Linked DNA regions of Sus scrofa: region 2 is linked to region 1. The links are chromatin contacts, called in public Hi-C maps. All regions are on one chromosome and are shown on one strand. The core of a region is the stretch at or near the end of the contact, and the rest is flanking DNA. Distances in the headings are between cores, read along the strand shown.

Evidence for each region. A called contact is a pair of places that touch in the nucleus more often than the background predicts.
Region 2: a Hi-C map of fibroblasts shows a contact between it and region 1, with 1.5 times the contacts expected there. The contact joins the promoter of KIAA0754 here to the enhancer-like site in region 1. A contact is called at or near these places in 6 of 47 Hi-C or Micro-C datasets (embryonic fibroblasts, fetal heart ventricle, fibroblasts and 2 more).

What each region holds. Positions count from the first base shown.
Region 1 is chr6:95,069,534-95,073,088 of Sscrofa11.1, reverse strand. All of the region lies in intron 2 of MACF1 (microtubule-actin cross-linking factor 1), which reads right to left. Among named protein-coding and RNA genes, the nearest start is that of MACF1, 110 kb to the right of the region's middle. Within about 2 kb of position 2,123, at least 64 of the 83 cell types and tissues checked have an H3K27ac peak or open chromatin away from gene starts, as enhancers often do. A contact at or near this core is called in embryonic fibroblasts and skeletal muscle, where this site is marked.
Region 2 is chr6:95,246,762-95,249,962 of Sscrofa11.1, reverse strand. It overlaps KIAA0754, which reads right to left and starts at 1,813. Exons shown (of 1, transcript XM_021095984.1): 1 at 1-1,813. The coding sequence starts at 1,025. The region is part of intron 54 of MACF1 (microtubule-actin cross-linking factor 1); the gene reads right to left.

The DNA.
Region 1 (3,555 bases), core at 874-3,373:
TACACAAACAATAACAGTTTTACAGTTTGCCTGTAATCTCGGGATAGTACTCAAATAAACTGATAGAAGAGCATGAAGGAATAGCAGAAATATTTGTTTCAAAGTCAAACACCTTCAATATCTAAAAACTATGTACATTCTTATATACACATGACTAGAAAAGTGGGACAAGAAGCACAAAAACTTAGAGTCCACACTAAGCCTATATTACAATACTATCACTTAACAATGTGTTACCCACTCTCTATTATGGACTGAACACCTGGGCTTTGCCTAGAATTTATCAGGCACAGGATCTATGTCTGCACTATGTTCTGCAGTCGTGTACACATTTCCTATTGGGGGAAAAAAGAAGACCAGGCTAGAAGGACAATCTTCATCTTTTTAATCAAGTATACATTTATAAGCAACATAAATATATATACAGAGATAATGGAGAAACTATATACCGGTCATGTCCAACTGGCAGGTAGTACTTTAGAATGTACATGTCATTTTAAACTACATTTTAATGGATAAAATACATCTTAAAATTGAAGTTAAAATGGGTAGAGAACCTCTTAAGTACTTCTATAAAAGTCTTAGAGTCCATACTCTTCAACTGAAAAAAACCACTGCCCTGATTTTACAGATAAACTAAACAGAGCACATTCCCTATATAACTACTATGTCCTAGAATCAAAGATGTTTCATAAAAATAAAAAACACAATGTATTTTCTTCCTATTCCAATGTATTTATATAGCCATTTATGAAATTAATATTTCTGAAAGCTAAAAAAGAAAGCACTTCAAAGATAGGGCTATGATTTCTAAATTTAATAGCAAATCCTAACTGAAGATGAACTTTTTACAATAGTAATCAACTAGCAGTTTAGAATTGCCATTATCAAAATGCACAGGAAAATGAAAGCAACAGCTTCCGCCCAAAAAATATTTACTTTCTCATTACAATAACAGTATATAGTGCTAAATATTGCCTGCCTATTCCATTCTTTCTAAGCTAAAATACAGACTTAAATTTCAGGAAAGCCACTTCGGGCTATCTTTTCAAACACACCACTACACGAGCAAACATCTTTCTAAGTGTCTGTCTGCTTTTGCTGATACAGACACATGTTGGGATCTGAATATTTAGTCACAAGCTTTTCCGGGACTTAGTGAAAAGGACTACTAGGGAGTGACTGAATCTAATTCTAATTCTGTCAAGCATTCATGAAGTTCTAATAGAAAGTTAAGTAACAAGTCCTCAAATCTCCAATTTAACTGTAAGATACAAAGAAACAAGTATCTCAACAGGCTGCCTTGAAAGCAGTAAGCAAGTCACAAAGACAGTACTAAAGACGCTAAGATCCAAGGAAGCACAAGCTGGACTTCCCTAGTCCTCAGCTATGGAGATTCAGAATCAGCTGCACACAGGGCTGATCCAGGCACTGGGTATTTAGAAATCAAAGGAATATAATGTAACGAACAGTCATAAGGGAAGATAGATCTGCTACCTTTTTTTTACAAAATTAAATTAAATACCAGGGCCCAAATGCCTGAGGAGAACAGTTAACTTCTTTCTACTCATTGGGATGGCTTGGATACACAGATTAAGTTGTGTAACTGCTGAGGGGAAAGGAACAGTCTCGAGCCTATCAAAGAGAAGAGAGGCACCTCCTTGTGCCAGGATGCTCCTCGGCAAGAACACCGTGCGACCCTTTCCTCTCACTGACCTTTCCTCCTCTGCCTTTTCTCACCAGAGTACACACCAAGTCCAGAAACTTCTCTAATCCCACAGTTTTCCCACATGTATGCCTAGAGGAGGACAACAGAGTTAGGTAATTTTTGGTAAAAAGAAAGAAAAAAAAAAACCCACAAAGATCTAGAAACCACTTGGGAGACTTAGAAAGTAAGGCTTGATTCTCTGAGGAAGGACATAAGTTGGCACAGTTGCCACTTCCCTTCGCGTCCAGCCCAGACATCACCTCATCAAACCAGTACCCTGCAGTCAGACAAGCCTCACAGAACAGGAAAGGGTCTAGGCCCCAAACTGGCCCTTAGGGGATCCCATACAGGCTCAGGTCTGACAGCACCCAGCCCGAGTGCTGGCCCTTTAAGGAAACCAACTGGAAGCCCTCGTCATCCACCCCACCCTCAAAAGCCCCACAGCAGATTTCAAGAATCTCTGGCACCCGTTACCTGCTCTGCCTCTGGCATATCGCTTCCAGTACAGAACACCGGCAATTCCAAGAATGTGAGTCAAAATAAAGATGGCTGGTGGCAAATAAGATGAATCTAAGAGAGGCATTTCCAGGCCTGTCCTTTCTCCTCCCCTGAGTTAGCCACAAGCCCACAGCTCGGCGCAGCCTCTAGATGCCTTTCTCCTGAGGTTACTGCTGTCCCGCACTATCAGCACAGAGGCAGAGGCCCACGGCTCAGTGTTGTCAGAAACTTCCTGGCGGCTTCTCCTCCATCTCGCCTCTGCTGTTCAGCAGGCAGTAGTGGACCGGGACGAAAACTGTACAGTGTGTCTCAGACAAAGCCCAGGAAACAACTGGCCAGAGGGGGAGGGGGAAGGGAAGGAGGAACCAGGAGAGTGAAAAGAGGCGCCTAAGCTAGTGCTGAGCTGACTCAAAGTCTATCTTTGGCATCCTCTGTTCAGCTTACACAAACAAGCCTCAGACCCTTCTACAAGAAGGGAGGCTGTCAGAGGACGTCACACTCTTAACTTTCCATTCCCAGCCTGGCTGGGATGCAGCCAGAAGGAAAACGTCACAGAAGCCCTCAGGAACCATTTGCAGGGAGGAGGCAAAGTACACAAGGATATATGTAAGTGTCCACGAGTTCCCTGGCACAGTCGGAAGGCAACCCTTCCACACCCCCAACCCGGGAGAAGGAGGTAAGGGACCTGAACACCCCTAAAGAGAGCATCACATGCAGAACAAGCTCCATGAGACAGCCCTGATGTTAGGTGCGATGAAGATCAGCAAGAAGAGCAAAACTGCTCCAGAAGTGTGTTTTTCAAGAGTCAAAAAATCCACCTGATTTCTACTGGTTGCCCCGGAGGCCATCGGGACACCCAGTGACAGCAGAAAGCAACGCCTTCCACAAAACTAAGGCCTGCCGGCAAATGAAAACTTCACAGGACATTGGAGCAGCGACTGAAAACACTTGAACACTTACCCCATAGAGAGACTAAAACCAAAAGATTGATAATACCAAGTCCGGGCGAGATGTAAAGCAACTGGAACTCTCAGGTACTGCTAATGGGGGCGTAAACTGGCCACTCTCGAAGCTTCTCTAGAAAACAGTCAGACACATACCAGCGTGACCGAGCAATATCACTCCTAGGTACTGACCCAAGAAGAATGAAAATGTGTCCACACAAAAACCTGTGTGTATGGAGTTCCCCTCGTGGCACAGTGGAAACGAATTCCACTAGGAACCATGAGGCTCTGGGTTCGATCCCTGGCCTCGCTCAGTGGGTTAAGGATCCGGCATTGCCATGAGCCATGGTGTAGGCCGCAGATTCGGCCTGGATCCCACGTTGCTGTGGTTGTGGCCTAGGCCAG
Region 2 (3,201 bases), core at 564-3,063, 180 kb before region 1:
TCTGACAGTTTCTCTTCCTCCCACTCCTCAGCCTCCATCATGATCCATCGCTCATCCTCTTCAAACTTTAGCTCAGACTCTGTTTTCTCCCTCAAGCTGGGAGTTAAGAGAATATGCAACTCTGGATCCAAAAGCTCTTCACTCAAGCAAGGGGAGAGAGGTGGCAATTCTACAGTGCAAGCTGTGGCCCCAAGGGGGTGCTGCTTCTCGCTGAAGCCTCCCTTAGCCAAACTTTTCAGGGCTCTGGGCCAGGTTGCACTTGAGAATCTGTGCTCCTGCATTACATCTGTGTTACCACTTGATGCTGCAGCTTCTGACGCTAGAGGCTGGAATTCATGAGGAGAGCTCTCACTGTGCTGCTGAAATCTGAAGTCTTGGCAGTCTCCACCTAAGTTCTTCACATCCTGCACTTCTGGAATACCTACGGATTTGGACACATGCTCCAGAGTTACTGACTCTGACTGAGGTTCCCTGTGATCCAAACGACCAGAACTTTCTGCTAATGCAGAAATGGATTCCTTCTTCTCTTGCAAGGAAGGATTTGAAGCACCAGCTTCGGAAACCTCACTGAGAGAGGCTTCCATCCTTTCTGCAAATTCTGGGAAATTGGGTGGCATGAAGGACTTCCACGATCTCCTGTTAACATTGTCTTTGCGTTCTGCATTTGGCCGCCTTCTGGGTGGCACAGGTGCTGACTTTTGCACATCACTGCTCAGCTTTAGGGCATCAAATATTATTCTCTCATCCAACTTTTTGCCTTCCGGTGCTCTGGATTCAAAAACATTGGATGCTGCTCCTAGTGTACCATTGCTGGATATAGTACTTCCTTCCATCTTTTCCATAGTGCTTTTTGAAGTCTGATTAAGCTTTGAACCCTGGTCAATTTGTTCATTTATTCTCATTGTATCATATATAGATCGCTGTGGGACATAGCAATCCTCTATATAGCCGTCTTCTTCCTCTCCTTTCCCCAGGCAGGTGGGGTTCCGCCTTAAACAGTCTGGCCTGCTGAGTGGCTTACCCATACTTTTTCAATCAAGATGAACCATCAACCTTTTAGAAGTTTCTTACGGTTTCCCCCAAAGTGCATTCTGCATAAGTTAAAAATCCTTTTACATGTTCATAACCTCAAACCAGCAATTGAATTTTCCCTCCAGAAAGGCCTGTAAGTCCCACTTTGAAATCATTCTCGGAGAAGCTCTAAAAGGAACAGCTTTTCCTCACAGGTTAGCAGCCTCATAGTTGCAGACAGATAAATGGTATAATGTAATCAACAAACAAAAATTTCTTTGTATGGCTTCTGCTTTTTTTTCTTTTAAAGAGCCCTGCTCTAATTGTCAGTTTTTAAAAAATCTGATATTGACAAGTCCTATTCAACATCTAGTTCCATTCACTTCTCACCTGAGCAGAGTAGGAAGCAGGGGATTTATATCGATTGTGTCCTTTAATAACAATGGCACAACCCCTCTCGTCTTCAAATGTGGCCCAAGCTCCTAAGAATTCCTTTCATTTTATCCTCAGTTCCAGCCCTGGAGAGTCCAGCTGGTCTGAATTAGCCATTCGTCCTCCCTAGTTCGGGTGTTTGCATTTGAACTGGGCTGGTCGGCGGATATTCCTGCAACTTTAAACACAGGAAGTCCTTCATTCGCGGCCAGCTTGGGGCTTCCTGTCTCCAAAACATCATGGCATTGTTGTGGCTCCCAGAGCAGCCCTGAGTCGTGGCCGCAAAACAAGGCGAGTGGAGCCCGGAGCCGGGCCTTTCAGAGGCCAGCAGGCTGCAGCGGCGGCCGAGGGTCAATCGGAAAGACTCGCTCAGCGCCGCTCGCTTCCCCGCGCCATGCCGCACTCCCCGAGGGCCAGGGTCGCCTCACCGTAGGTTGGCAGGTGGCTCCCGGCCGCGCCGGCCTCCAGTCCCGCGCTCAGGAAGTTAGTTTGTCCCTCCGGCAGCTGAGTCCCGCATGCTGTGGGCGCCGCCCCCCCGCCGCCGCCAGTCCCCGGCCCGCAGCCGCCGCGTCGTGGACTGCATGTCAAGCAGCAGCCCCTATTCTCCGCCGCCGCCAGCCCCGCCGTCCTCCCCGCCCGCAGCTGTCACGGTCCCGGCATGCAAACTTCTGCCTGGGAACAAAAGGCTCCGCTCGGGCCGGGCGGGGGCGAGCCCTCCTCCCTCGCGCCGCGCGGCCCGCTCGCCCGCCGCTCGCTGGAAGTGCTGGGCTGCCTGGCAGCTCTCCTCCCCCTTCCCCGCGCCGCCGAACCAAGCCGAGCAGAGCCGAGGCGAGCCGCGCCGCGCCGCCCCGCCTGGGCAGCCCCCCGGGACGCCTGGGAGCGCTTCGCGGAGAGCAGGGGGAGGAGGGCGGGGGCGGAGCCGGGGCGAGGAGCGGGAGGGAGGGGGCGGCGGAGGGATTGGAGGCCGAGGCACCGAAGGAGGGGCTTCTGCGCGGCTCCGGGAGAGAGAGCCCAGGGTCGGCCGCTGGGCTCGGAGGCCCACGCCCACCGCGCCCCCGCCCCCCCACCCCCCGGGCGGGAGAGAGAGCCGCGCCCCCCCGGGCCGGAGGGAGAGCCCCGCCCCCCGAAGGCAATGGGCGGGGAGCGGCACCCGCGCGAGTCTCGGCCCGCGCCGCGCAAATCCCCTGACAAAGGAAAGCCCCGCCCTCCTGCCGTTAGTCCAGCCCCCGCAGCCCCCGCGGGGCTCCCAGCCCAAGGGCGAGCGAACCCAGAAGAAGCGAACCCACAAGAGGCGCCCCCGCCGCGGCGCAACCTGCCGGCTGTGGCAAGGACAACTCCGGGTCCCATCTGTCGGCAGGGTAGCGATGCCGCCCGCATCCCTCCTGGCTCCAGCTCTGCCACCGAAGGGTGTCCCTGGTCCTCCAATGTCACCTTTAGAGCGCCCGGCCGAGCCCCAAAATACGCCAGCCTGAAACCCCGCGGCTGATTTCGGACCAAGTTGTGGGATAAACTGCAGACACCTTCTCTCTGCCGCTCCTCAATAGTCAGGTCTTGGTCCATTTCCGCACCAGGATTTCTTTGCCCACAGACCTGAATGGTCTGGATGACTGAGGACCGAAATTGGGCACGGCGGCCGACGGTGGAGATGCAGTAGTGCCCTATGCCCAAACACCTGGGTTCCTTTATTGCTGGGCACATCCAAGGAAACCTGAGCTCTTTGAGGCCAGCTGAAAAGCCTGGGTCTTTATTTCAAGTCTC